2 separate regions of the Oncorhynchus mykiss genome follow, and region 1 is linked to region 2. A link is a contact called in public Hi-C data. All regions are on one chromosome and are shown on one strand. The core of a region is the stretch at or near the end of the contact, and the rest is flanking DNA. Distances in the headings are between cores, read along the strand shown. Region 1 overlaps tnrc6c2 (trinucleotide repeat-containing gene 6C protein). Region 2 holds the start of tnrc6c2 (trinucleotide repeat-containing gene 6C protein).

Region 1 (6,703 bases), core at 53-2,552, 46 kb after region 2:
CCGCCGACCAGCAAGAGTAGCGGAGGCTTGACCATCAACAACAGCCACAACAACCACTCCTCCGTCCCCCCTAGCAACAACAATCACCACCACATGAACCACCACCACCTGCACCACGGACAGCCCCCGCCACACAGCCAGCACCACGGCAACAACAATGGATCCGCCAACACCGCCGCCCCGCACCAGGGCGGAGGACCCCAGGGCAGACCACCTATGGCTAACCCAGGTAAGAAACTGACCCCATTCACTGTCTGAAATGTCTGTTAAACTGGTTATCATGCACCTCTGTAATGTATTGTGGTATTAGCCCTGTGATTAACCTATACTGGAAAGACTGCAAGTGACAGACTTATGTCGTATGTCTAAGGATATATCCAACGTTCAAGTATATATTTTGTCATTGAATATTAGTGCAGTGCCATTAACCGAAATGTTTTATTAATCGTTTTTAAGCAACTAATTGAGCGACATGGTTCAATGATTTAAATTCCATTTTGTTTGGGGGTTTTCTTTGAGCTCAATGCGCACACAGCACAGTTTCTTTAGATATGGAACAGACGAAGCCCGAGCTGTGCGATGTGGGAGGGAGTTTGGTAATTACCTACAGTGATCATAATCCATTGGGTGCCTACTTGTCCGGTCTGTTTCTTTTACACCTGCTACATAAGAGACAGAAGAATGTGTGATCAAGAGTGATAGAGAGCAAGTTGCATAGCAGTTCTCTAACTGAAAATACATGATCTAAATGATTGATAATTGGTATTCAGCAGTCGTGCCTTATTCACTTTGAAGAACTACTAAAATAGTGATTTTTGTCAGACAATACAGGCATCAGCTCTATAGAGATGAGATAATGACTTGGAATTAAACAATAGTCATCAAATAAAACACACAACAAGTGAGATATTTGAGTAAAGTCATGTGAATGAAGGTTAATAGGTGATAAGCAGTAATGGACAGTCACTACCATCATGGGACTTTTATTTATTGTTTTATTGTGTGTTGTTACAGCATTTAACCCACATAATGCGTAGTGCATTTCATGTAAAATTATTGGAATTGAAAATGTGTTTAATCGAAACCGAAACAACCTCAAAAAGCACTAATCGCTCAGCATTATTGAACATGCACAATGCCGGGGCTTTTCAAAGCACCCCACTGCAAAGACAAAAGCTTCAGTGAAAGCTGACTGTGGCAGGAAGGCACTGTTCTTGCTAAAAGGCCAGTGCCCCCTGCTGTTACTCTATGTACAACCCCAGTAACCAGAGACTGATCAGCCAGGCTTGGCACACACTGCTCTGGACTGCCTGCTTTACAGTCCTCCTCAGTGGACTCAGCCAGCTCGGACAAGAGGGTCTGGGAACTGGGCCAGGAATTAAACAGTCATGGCTGCCGTCCTGCTCCTCCCCCCCCCCCCCCTTCTTTGCCTTCCTCTCTCCCCCCCCTTCTTTGCCTTCCTCTCTCCCCCCCCTTCTCTGCCTTCCTCTCTCCCCCCCTTCTCTGCCTTCCTCTCTCCCCCCCTTCTCTGCCTTCCTCTCTCCCCCCCTTCTCTGCCTTCCTCTCTCCCTCCCCTTCTCTGACTTCCTCTCTCCCTCCCCTTCTCTGACTTCCTCTCTCCCTCCCCTTCTCTGCCTTCCTCTCTCCCTCCCCTTCTCTGCCTTCCTCTCTCCCTCCCCTTCTCTGACTTCCTCTCTCCCTCCCCTTCTCTGCCTTCCTCTCTCCCTCCCCTTCTCTGACTTCCTCTCTCCCTCCCCTTCTCTGCCTTCCTCTCTCCCTCCCCTTCTCTGCCTTCCTCTCCCCCTCCCCTTCTCTGCCTTCCTCTCTCCCCCTTCTCTGCCTTCCTATGGGCCTTGGTCAAAAGTAGTGCACTATATAAAGAATAGGGTGCCATTTGGTACATAACGATACTGCCTCTGATTAACATGTAACAACTTGGCTCACTGTTTTACGAGGAAAAGCCTGAGGATTGAGAGTACAACGGGGTGTAGAGCAAGTGAATGAATGGAAGCTAGCACACACTGTTCCTCAGTAGTTTTATGGTTCCATTTTCATCAGTAATGGAACCAGTTGGCTGGCAGTAAAACTAGACTGCCAGACTGCAATTACTAACAATATGTCAGATCACTGTTTGCTGGTCTTGTAAGTGAATATACTTGCAATTGTGTTGCACACACAACTTTAAAGCATACATTATAAATATGTCCTCTCCCAGGCTGGGGGGAGCTGCCCAGTGTCCAGCAGCCCAAGCCAGAGCCGGCGTGGGGGGAGCCCGCTGGCCCCTCTCCTGCAGTGGACAACGGCACCTCTGCCTGGGGCAAACCCCCTGGTGTTCCTGGAGGCTGGGGCGATGGAGGGCACGAGCCCAATGGACCCTACAGGAGGGGAAACAACGGACCCTCTGGACCTGCACCCTGCAAGCCAGGTTAGGACCACACGCCGTTGGTGTACGAACATGGTCAACACTCATCAGTAAACAACAACAAAAATAATACCCTATTGTGTTTGTATGCATCTGAAAGTTTCTGTTAAAGATTTGCTTTTCTAGATGTCTTGAATAACATTGTGTCACTAGAGGTTTCCCTGGTTGCATGCTTTGATCAATGTGGCAGTTCTTGTTTGTGCTTTTTAAATAATTGTTATACTAGAAGGCAAGCAAGAAATGAAGGGACTTGTGTGACAATACTGGCACCAAGTGGTTGCATTGCCAATTGCACGCAAAGGGGTTGCCCTTGATCTTTGCAAGCAGTCAAAACTCAAATCAAAGTGTATTGGTCCCATGCACATGGTACAGTTAAATTCTTGCTTGTCAACGTGCTACTCCAGACTGCAGTATATTGGTTCAGCAGAAACACAGATACTGAGGTTAGCTTGAGACTATTGTTTGGCACTGAAGTCAGGTGTCAGATTTCAGTGAACTAGTTATATTACAAGAAGGCACTTACTAAATAATTTTGAATTAGTATTTAACTCTACAACATTAACATCTACCCTGCACTGCTCCTCATCCAGCCCTCAAATCTATGCAAGATGGTTGGGGAGGTGGGAGGGAGGAGGAGATGGGCATGTCTTCTGGCCAATGGGATGCTGATGCCGGAGATGTGTGGAACAGCCCCGCCTCCCAGGAGAACAGCTCCTCCTGTAACTCGTGGGGCCAGCCACCCAAGAAGGGCCCGACCAAGGGCAAGATGGGCAACCAGCCAGACGAAGCCTGGATCATGAACCGTCTCATCAAGCAGCTCACTGACATGGGTTTCCCGGTATGAATGTGATACATTTTGCAATGTCAGAATCAGACCTGGTTTCATACTATTTTATATATTTCAATGACCTTTTCTCCAGCCTCCTTGAGGGGGGGGGTTACAGTTTTGTGATTATTTTGTCCATTAAGCCAGGCAAGTTCAGTCAAGCACAGTATTTGAAATGATTTGAAATTGTTTCAGAATCCATGTATTTAAATGCATGTACAGTTGAAGTCGGAGGTTTACATACACTTAGGTTGGAGTCAGTAAAAGTAGTTTTTCAACCACTTCAACTGTATTGTTAACAAACTATAGTTTTGGCAAGTCGGATAGGACATCTACTTTGTGCATGACACAAGTCATTTTTCCAACAATTGTTTACAGACAGATTATTTCACTTATAATTCACTTTCACAATTCCAGTCAGTCAAAGTTTACATACACTAAGTTGACTGTGCCTTTAAACAGCTTGGAAAATTCCAGAAAATGATGTCATGGCTTTAGAAGCTTCTGATTGGCTAATTGGCATCATTTGGAGGTGTACCTGTGGATTTAGGCCTACCTTCAAACTCAGTGCCTCTTTGCTTGACATCATGAGAAAATCAAAAGAAATCAGCCAAGACCTCAGAAAAAAAGTCTGGTTCATCCTTGGGAGCAATTTCCAAACGCCTGAAGGTACCACGTTCATCTGTACAAACAATAGTACGCAAGTATAAACACCATGAGAGTATGCAGCCATCATACCGCTCAGGAAGGAGACTCGTTCTGTCTCCTAGAGATGAATGTACTTTGGTACGAAAAGTGCAAATCAATCCCAGAACAACAGCAAAGGACCTTGTGAAGATGCTGGAGGAAACAGGTACAAAAGTATCTATATCCACAGTAAAACGAGTCCTATATCACCATAATCTGAAAGGCTGCTCGGCAATGAAGAAGCCACTGCTCCAAAACCACCATAAAAAAGCCAGACTATGGTTTGCAACTGCACATGGGGACAAAGATTGTACTTTTTGGAGAAATGTCCTCTGGTCTGATGAAACAAAAATAGAACTGTTTGGCCATAATGACCATCGTTATGTTTGGAGAAAAAGGGGGAGGTTTGCAAGCTGAAGACACCATCCCAACTGTGAAGCACGGGGTGGCAGCATCATGTTGTGGGGGTGCTTTGCTGCAGGAGGGACTGGTGCACTTCACAAAATAGATGGCCTCATGAGGAAGGAAAATGACATGGATATATTGAAGCAACATCTCAAGACATCAGTCAGGAAGTTAGTGGTCGCAAATGGGTCTTCCAAATGGACAATGACCCCAAGCATACTTCCAAAGTTGTGGCAAAATGGCTTAAGGACAACAAAGTCAAGGTATTGGAATGGCCATCACAAAGCACAGGGCAGAACTGAAAAAGTGTGTGCGAGCAAGGAGGCCTACAAACCTGACTCAGTTACACCAGCTCTGTCAGGAGGAATGGGCCAAAATTCACCCAACTTATTGTGGGAAGCTTGTGGAAGGCTACCCAAAACGTTTGACCCAGGTTAAACAATTTAAAGGCAATGCTACCAAATACTAATTGAGTGTATGTAAACTTCCGACTTCAACTGTATCAAGCATGAAGTCAGTGTGTAGTATAGTTGAGGTTGTCACTGATTTGGTGTCTCATGTTGTCATTGTGTTAGAGGGATCCTGCTGAGGAAGCTCTGAAGAGCAACAACATGAACCTGGACCAGGCCATGAGTAGGTTTTCCCTCTGTGTGTGTCTGACTGTGTGTGTGTCTGACTGTGTGTGTGTCTGACTGTGTGTGTGTCTGACTGTGTGTGTGTCTGACTGTGTGTGTGTCTGACTGTGTGTGTGTCTGACTGTGTGTGTGTCTGACTGTGTGTGTGTCTGACTGTGTGTCTCTGCCTGACTGACTGTGTGTGTGTGCCTGACTGACTGTGTGTGTCTGACTGTGTGTGTGTCTGACTGACTGTGTGTGTGCCTGACTGACTGTGTGTGTGTGTCTGACTGACTGTGTGTGTGTGTCTGACTGACTGTGTGTGTGTCTGACTGACTGTGTGTGTGTGTCTGACTGACTGTGTGTGTGTCTGACTGACTGTGTGTGTGTCTGACTGACTGTGTATGTGTCTGACTGACTGTGTATGTGTCTGACTGACTGACTGTGTGTGTGTCTGACTGACTGACTGTGTGTGTGTGTCTGACTGACTGTGTGTCTGACTGACTGACTGTGTGTCTGACTGACTGTGTGTGTGCCTGTCTGACTGTGTGTGTGCCTGTCTGACTGTGTGTGTGCGTGTCTGACTGTGTGTGTGTGTGTCTGACTGTGTGTGTGTGTGTCTGACTGACTGTGTGTGTCTGACTGACTGTGTGTGTGTCTGTCTGACTGTGTGTGTGTCTGACTGACTGACTGTGTGTCTGACTGACTGACTGTGTGTGTCTGACTGACTGACTGTGTGTGTCTGACTGACTGACTGTGTGTGTCTGACTGACTGACTGTGTGTGTCTGACTGACTGACTGTGTGTGTCTGACTGACTGACTGTGTGTGTCTGACTGACTGACTGTGTGTGTGTCTGACTGACTGACTGTGTGTGTGTCTGACTGACTGACTGTGTGTGTGTGTGACTGACTGTGTGTGTGTGTGTGACTGACTGTGTGTCTGACTGACTGACTGTGTGTGTGCCTGTCTGACTGTGTGCCTGTCTGACTGTGTGTGTGTGTCTGTCTGTCTGTCTTTCTGACTGACTGTGTGTCTGTCTTTCTGACTGACTGTGTGTGCCTGTCTGACTGTGTGTGTGCCTGTCTGACTGTGTGTGTGCCTGTCTGACTGTGTGCCTGTCTGACTGACTGTGTGTGTGTCTGACTGACTGACTGTGTGTGTGTGTCTGACTGACTGTGTGTCTAACTGACTGACTGTGTGTCTGACTGACTGACTGTGTGTCTGACTGACTGTGTGTCTGACTGACTGTGTGTCTGACTGACTGTGTGTCTGACTGACTGTGTGTCTCTGACTGACTGTGTGTCTCTGACTGACTGTGTGTCTCTGACTGACTGTGTGTCTGACTGACTGTGTGTGTGTGCCTGTCTGACTGTGTGTGTGTCTGACTGACTGTGTGTGTGTCTGTCTTTCTGACTGACTGTGTGCCTGTCTGACTGACTGACTGTGTGTGTGTGTCTGACTGACTGTGTGTGTGTCTGACTGACTGTGTGTGACTGACTGTGTGTGTCTGACTGACTGTGTGTGTGTCTGACTGACTGTGTGTGTCTGACTGACTGTGTGTGTGTCTGACTGACTGTGTGTGTGTCTGATTGACTGTGTGTGTGTGTGTCTGATTGACTGTGTGTGTGTGTGTCTGATTGACTGTGTGTGTGTGTGTCTGACTGACTGTGTGTGTGTGTGTCTGACTGACTGTGTGTGTGTGTGTCTGACTGACTGTGTGTGTGTGTGTCTGACTGACTGTGTGTGTG
Region 2 (6,603 bases), core at 3,375-5,874:
GCCAGGCGGTTCCCAAAACACCATAAAATCCACGCAGGTCTTATTCCCTTTAATTAATTTGTGGAGAGGGCGGGGGAAAATACCCATGTATACGTTAATGTATGCACACAAACACACACACACACACAGTGCTTAACTATGACTGAAATAGGTTCCGGTACTAATTTTGGGTGCCGGTACTGTTTATATTTAGGTGTAGGTGCTCCACAATACTTTTGAGCTAATATTCTATGAGAGGAACAGGAGCTCTAGAAGTAGAAAATAAGTTGCCGGTACTCTGTTCCGGTGAGCTCCTGCCCAAGTCAAGCACTGTACACACACACACACACACACACACACACACACACACACACACACACAAACAGAACGGTATACACACATTCACATGTACACACACACACACACACAAAACAATATGCAAACGGCTATTCTTTGGGGATGAAAGATAAGCTGGGCTTAATGTATGCTAATATTCAGGGGCACCACGAACAACAAAATAAGCAAGGTCATCAGTAAACCTGAAGTGTAATTAATAGATGGAATTAGCAACAAAAGCAATGGGGCTCTTAAAATGCTTATTGATAAAAATGACACGTTGGAAAGGATAATAGAAATGGGCTTATTAAATGTGTTGACAGGAGTGGTCCCAAAAATAAAGCTTAAAAAGAGTTTTTAATGATGCTGTGCGTTGGATGAATCTTCCTTTCCTCTCTTTCGCCACTCTTTCCATTACTCCCGTCTATGCTGTTTGTATCAGGCCTCATTATTTCTGAACACACTCTCTCTTCCTCCCTCCTTTCCTCTTCCTCTTCCACTCCTCCCTCCTTCTCCTCCCTCTCCCTGGCCAGTACTCTCGGGGGAAATTACCACAGCTCAGAAACGCTGTCCTACTGCACCGCACTGCTCCACTCTCCTCTCGGCCCATATAACAAACCACCAGCACTACAACACACACTCATACACACACACACACACACAACCCTCCCTCAGTCGATACAGTACCCCAGGCCTGCTGCTGTAACCGGCTATTCTGTAGAAGCTCTGCTTGTTTGTTGTCCCCTGTATAGAAAGTGAATCAGTCACTCTGTGGCCAAGGTCCACTACACACTGCACTGGTGAACAGGCTCTGCCTCTCTCTCTAATTCCGATTCTATTCCTCTCGCTCTCTTTCACAGATTTTATTGGCCTTGTTCTCTGGGTAATTCACTGTAATGTTTACAAGGCTATAATAAAAAAAAAGGCTCTGTCCACCTGATGGGTATGGCAATATGCTTTCTAAAGCCCCTCTTCTCGCATTACAATGGTATGGCCCTCAGAGAAGATGGCAGTATTGGTAATATGACAGCCCTACCACTAATACAGTAAAATAAAATGTACTAGTTTCACAAATTATAGATTGCTAAATGAATCTGTAGCGGCGTGTAATTATGTTTTGGTTTGTATTATTGGTGCGTGGAGCGTTGATAGTCACCTGTCTATTCAGTAGGGTGAAAACAGCAGAGTTGGGGACACTCAGGCTCTACTTTGGTTGTTGTCTCTTGGTACTCCCATGTCAGAATTATCATCAGTGGAGCATTTAGCATACGTCAAGTCATACCTTTGGAAATGTCACTTTGAACGGAGCGGCAGCCACTGTCTGCATTTTGATTACTCCTAGGCATAATCTCCAGACTGGAGGATTCAGGACTCATGATCAATACCAAAAACCTGGCCTATCATCTATCATTCTGCACCAGACAGGGAACCAGTGATGGGTTCCCTGTCTACTGCATATAGTGCATTAGTTACAATACTAAGTAGTGCACTATATATGGAATAGGGTGCCATTTTCAGACGTAATGACAAGGGAGGGAGTCTAAGCAAAGATCCACTTTTTGGCTCATCGTTCAGTGAATTGTTTGGCTTCTCACCCGGTCATATTTATTTTGTTAATTCCTAATTCCACAAGATAAGGCAATAAACTGAAATTGGGAGAGGGTCTTTAGTGTTATGAGAACTGATAAATTGTAGACTGTTGGAAAAGCTGGATTGTCATGTAGATGTACTATTCTTCTGACCTGGTTCAAGATCTGTTTCTGCGGGCTTGACAACTTCAATGTTAAGCTCGCCAATGACCATAGGAGTTGGCAAGACAGCACAAACAGATCTGGGACCAGGCTAGTATTCTTCATCATCATAACACATGGAATATGTCCGTCTGTTTCTTAAAGAAATGCCGAACCTCTTGATATTCGCTTTGTACAATTGGTTCCTGATTTTGTGTCTGTCTCAGTTTTGACTGTCTATAAATGTTTCTGAAGGGAGTGATACTTCCCCTCATGGCAAGCATGCTTAAAGTATAAAATGTTAAACTGTTGCCAAAGCACATGCATCAGATATACATGTAGCCACAATAGTGTGTGTGCGCAGATATACAGTAACTTGTGTGTGGGAGTGTCTCTCTGCTAGCAAGATCTTACGGCAGCATGAAATTAAAACCTTCTGTGGAACGCACTCATGATTGAACTGGAATTAAAACAAAAGACATGAGCACAGGGCGCTTAAACGAAGAAAAGAAAGAAAGGGAAAGACGGAGGAGAGGAGTATCCCAGGAGAGCAGAAGAGAGGAGAAAGTGAGTGATTGCCAGCGCCGCAGTCCGTCCGCCTCGCCTCACGTCTGCATTTCCTCTTATCAGAATATCAACCAGACCTTTCTCATTGCCGCCACTCCATCAGACGGCTAGCTTAAATGTGAAAGCAATTAGGGAAATTGGCCCAAGTCAAAGAATAATACGAGACACCTAAAAAAAATAGCGTCATTGATTAAGTATTGTCCCGAATGGCACCCTATTCCCTATGTAGTGCACTACTTTTGACTGGCTCTGGTCAAAAGTAGTGCACTATGTATGGAAAAAGGTGCCATTTAGGATGTAAACTCAGAATAGATGTCAATTGTTTACTCTTTTGTTCTCCCCTTTATTCACGTCCATCTATTTGCCACTCACTGTTACAGTGGGAGATGTGATGGTGTCCTATGTGGGGGCATAGATCTCCATCTCTCTTTTTAAAGTGCACTAATGACTTGTGAGGTCACAGAATTGGTGATGAGAGTTGTGCAAACGTGGATGTTAGTTCTGCATTAGCCTGCCTGGATGGCATTGCTATTGGGACAGTGACACTGTTTTCTTTTTTTTTTGCGTCTACGCCAACACAAATATCATAACCCCCCAAATGCTAATCTCCCCTGTTATTGTAATGGTGAGGGGTTAGCATGTCTTGGGGGTAGGATATTTGTGCCCCTAACTTTCTCACTCATCATTATTCACAATTAATTCAGGATTCATGGTGGCATCCCCATTATCATGGTAGAATCCACATTAATATAGAAGTGTTTAGAAAATATTATATTCTTATTTACAATAAAAGTGATTCTAAAATGACACAATACATGATTTACAATACATTTCTATTGGGCACAAAATAATCTTAAACATAACGAAAACAAACAGCAAATGCATCCAACAAATGTGTAGTCACAAGCTTGATGTATGTAGTCATTGCGTGCTATGAATATCGGACCAAATACTTAACTTTTTACTACTTTAATACACATATAAGTGAATTTGCCAGAATACATTTGGTCCCCAAAAATGGGGGGACTATGTACAAAAAGGGTTGTAATTTCTAAACTGTTCACCCAATATGGATGAACATACACTCAAATTAAAGCTGACAGTCTGTATTTTAACCTCATAGTTGTACTTTTGGAGCTCACTGTGTGTGTGGTAGTATTACAAGTTTGTTATCACATGCAAACTCCAAGGAATGCAGCCTTCTTTGCTCACCTCCTTTAACCCCCAAGTTTAAACAGCTGTTTTCCCCATTCAGCTAGAGTTGAATTCCGCAATAGCTTTGGGCAGCTTGCCTTGAATAGGAAGAAACTTTGTCTGGCCTCTGGCTTTCTCATTGACAGTCTCTGCTGTGATCTATGGGGCTGTGCAGTCTAGGCTAGGCTGTTCTCACTGGTCAGTCCCCCCCTTGTGGACCACAACTTTGACCTATTCTCACTGTGTGCATGCTGCACAATGCATGGTCATTTCCATAAGAAAAGAGGCATTGAGAATGAGTTGGGGCCAGAATCCTTTCTTGAATCTGAGAAGCAGAACAAGGGGAATAGTTGTCCTTCATCAATCAATTGTTAATTAGTCTGGAATTTAAATATGCTCCTTCTTGGTGGACTTCAAGATTTTGAGGAAGGTTATGTGATAGAATCAAGGGCCCTTGTAAAAATATGTATTCTTCTAACATAAACTTCTAATTTGCAAACTAATCACATACTATGTTGATACATTACTGAAACTATTTAGCCTTTTATTCACAGAACTCAATGTGTTATTTTGCATTGCCATAAATATAAACGTATTGATGATGTACATGGCCTACAGAAATAACCTATATGGCAGTGATTACCACACATATGCAACTGAAGAGTGCCCAAGGTAGGCTGCAAATAAGACATGCACTATTTTATCAGCCTCTATCTGCCTGTCCATCATTTATTCTAATGAGAAAATCAGACTGCTATTGTCAAGGGTACGACGGGGCTGGATCATGCTGTGTTGTTAGTGGGAGATCACGTGGATTGGCTGCTTGGGCATGGGGGCCACTTCCTACATTATTTCTGCTCAGAGGAGAGAGCGAGCGGTTTTAGTTTGAACAAAATGGCTGCAAGAACGCTGTCAATGAGAGCTCACTGAACGCATTATGACTGTCCACTCCTACATTTGGATTTTTCGAGAATGTATTTTCTTGGATTCGTTTTTCAATTTGCATTCGTAGTAGCAAGGTCGTCGGTCAGATGTTGTTGCTAACCTGCTAGCTCCTCAGCTAGCGGCCTAAACACAAATAATTTCATTTTGCACTTTAACCCAAGTTTCCTAGCTAGCTAGCCATTTTCGTCGACAATTTACTGAAATCTGCCTATTTTCTTTCATTTGCAAATTACTCCTTACAACAGTCGATGACTAATGCCAACTAGCTAACGTTAACTCCGCTACTTTTTGAGTCGGAATTGTTTCTCTTGCTTTTTCGTTTTGTTGCTTTTGTTTCTATATCGTGATACTTACGTTTAGCATGTTTTTTTTGTTTCGAAAATTTTACTTTTAGTGCATCGTTGCGCTAAAATACAAATTTCTTACTGTGTGTATTTCAAGTATCGATCTCGGTATTTTTGTTATTAAGCTGCTCAAACAGTTATCCAGTCAGTCAGTAAGCCCCTGCAGCAAGAGAGCTGCACTTGGCTAATGCTAGCTAGCTGGATAACTGCGAAGACTGAATTCCTGATTTGTAATTTACGGGTATTTTTCGGAAAAGGCACAGCAGAATGCTTTTCTGCATCGTTCTCTTTCATGCACCAACTCTGTATTGAAAGCTGCCAAAGCTCAACGTGTTATTACGCAAGGTAAGGAATACTTTATTGATATCCAAAACCACAGCTTGTTTGACAAGCCGCCACATACATTGCGTTCTATTATTATGTGACTCGAGCACTAACACTACCGTTAGTGTTTTTCTACTGTTCCAGTTTTCATAGTTACGTTGCTTTTATTTACTAGCTTGTATTAGCTGATGATTTATAGCAATACATTACGTCAGCTATGTTAGATGGCAAGTTAAATTCCTACCACCATGACATTACACTGAGCCGAGTCAGTATTTATTTTTGCTTTACAGTCAACGAGCTAATGTCAATGATAGTAGCTAGGCTGATAAGACTTGATGCCAACAAGCTGAAGTTTTAAATATAACTACAAGGGTAACGCGCATTGCTGATCATCATAGTTTCACGGTTATAAAGAATTTGATGAGAACTCGTTAGTAACGTTAGCTGTTATTGACAGGGGTTGCCTCCTCTAAAATACAAACCATGATTTATCCATGGGTTTGGATGTAAATGCACGAGGGTTTTGTGTTCAGAATCGCAAACCAGGAACACCAGAGGCAGATTATATCATAATCTAATTAGTGGTCGGTTTAGCGCGGGTTGAAATGACACTGGAATTGACTGGCTCTCATGATTCTAGCGAATACATGTGTGTTGTAGGAACAGAGCAGCTTTTCTTGAAGTGGGAATACTTTCCATGTCATAAGTCAGTTGATTGTGTCATATTGATCTTGAAATGTAGGCTAAAGGCAGACCACACACACCATAACATTTGAGACCATTCATTGTTATTCCTCTGATTACATTCCATCAAATTGCTACAATAATGTGGACTGCACTGGGCAGTGTTTGTTTATTTGTTAGACATCACTACCCCCTTTTCATACAGTAGAGGAAGGTATGAGTTGTGATTGAACTGTCGCTTTCCCCATGCTATCCATATGCATCCTCCCATACCAAAGTGGTGGAGTAGATCCTGTAGTCCCCACCCCCCATCTTATCTCAATCGTCAGACACCAGTGGGGCAATAATGAAATGCATAGCGAGCAGTGAGAAAGACCGGGAGTGGGGGAACATGGTGGGTATATAGTATGCTTAACGTACTTACCGGGAGGAGTGTGACCATTAATGTCAAGCTGAAGGCTCTGGCTGCCAGTTGGTTAATGCGCTGCAGTTCTTAA

What was found. Hi-C and Micro-C count contacts between places; a contact is called where the count stands out from the background.
Region 1: a Hi-C map of blood shows a contact between it and region 2, with 5 times the contacts expected there. A contact is called at or near these places in 3 of 3 Hi-C or Micro-C datasets (blood and liver).

Annotation. Positions count from the first base shown.
Region 1 is chr17:27,098,724-27,105,426 of USDA_OmykA_1.1, forward strand. tnrc6c2 (trinucleotide repeat-containing gene 6C protein) reads left to right here. Exons shown (of 21, transcript XM_036949496.1): 5 at 1-229; 6 at 2,216-2,425; 7 at 3,013-3,260; 8 at 4,916-4,973. Among protein-coding and RNA genes, the nearest start is that of tnrc6c2, 48 kb to the left of the region's middle.
Region 2 is chr17:27,049,827-27,056,429 of USDA_OmykA_1.1, forward strand. It overlaps tnrc6c2 (trinucleotide repeat-containing gene 6C protein), which reads left to right and starts at 4,625. Exons shown (of 21, transcript XM_036949496.1): 1 at 4,625-5,440.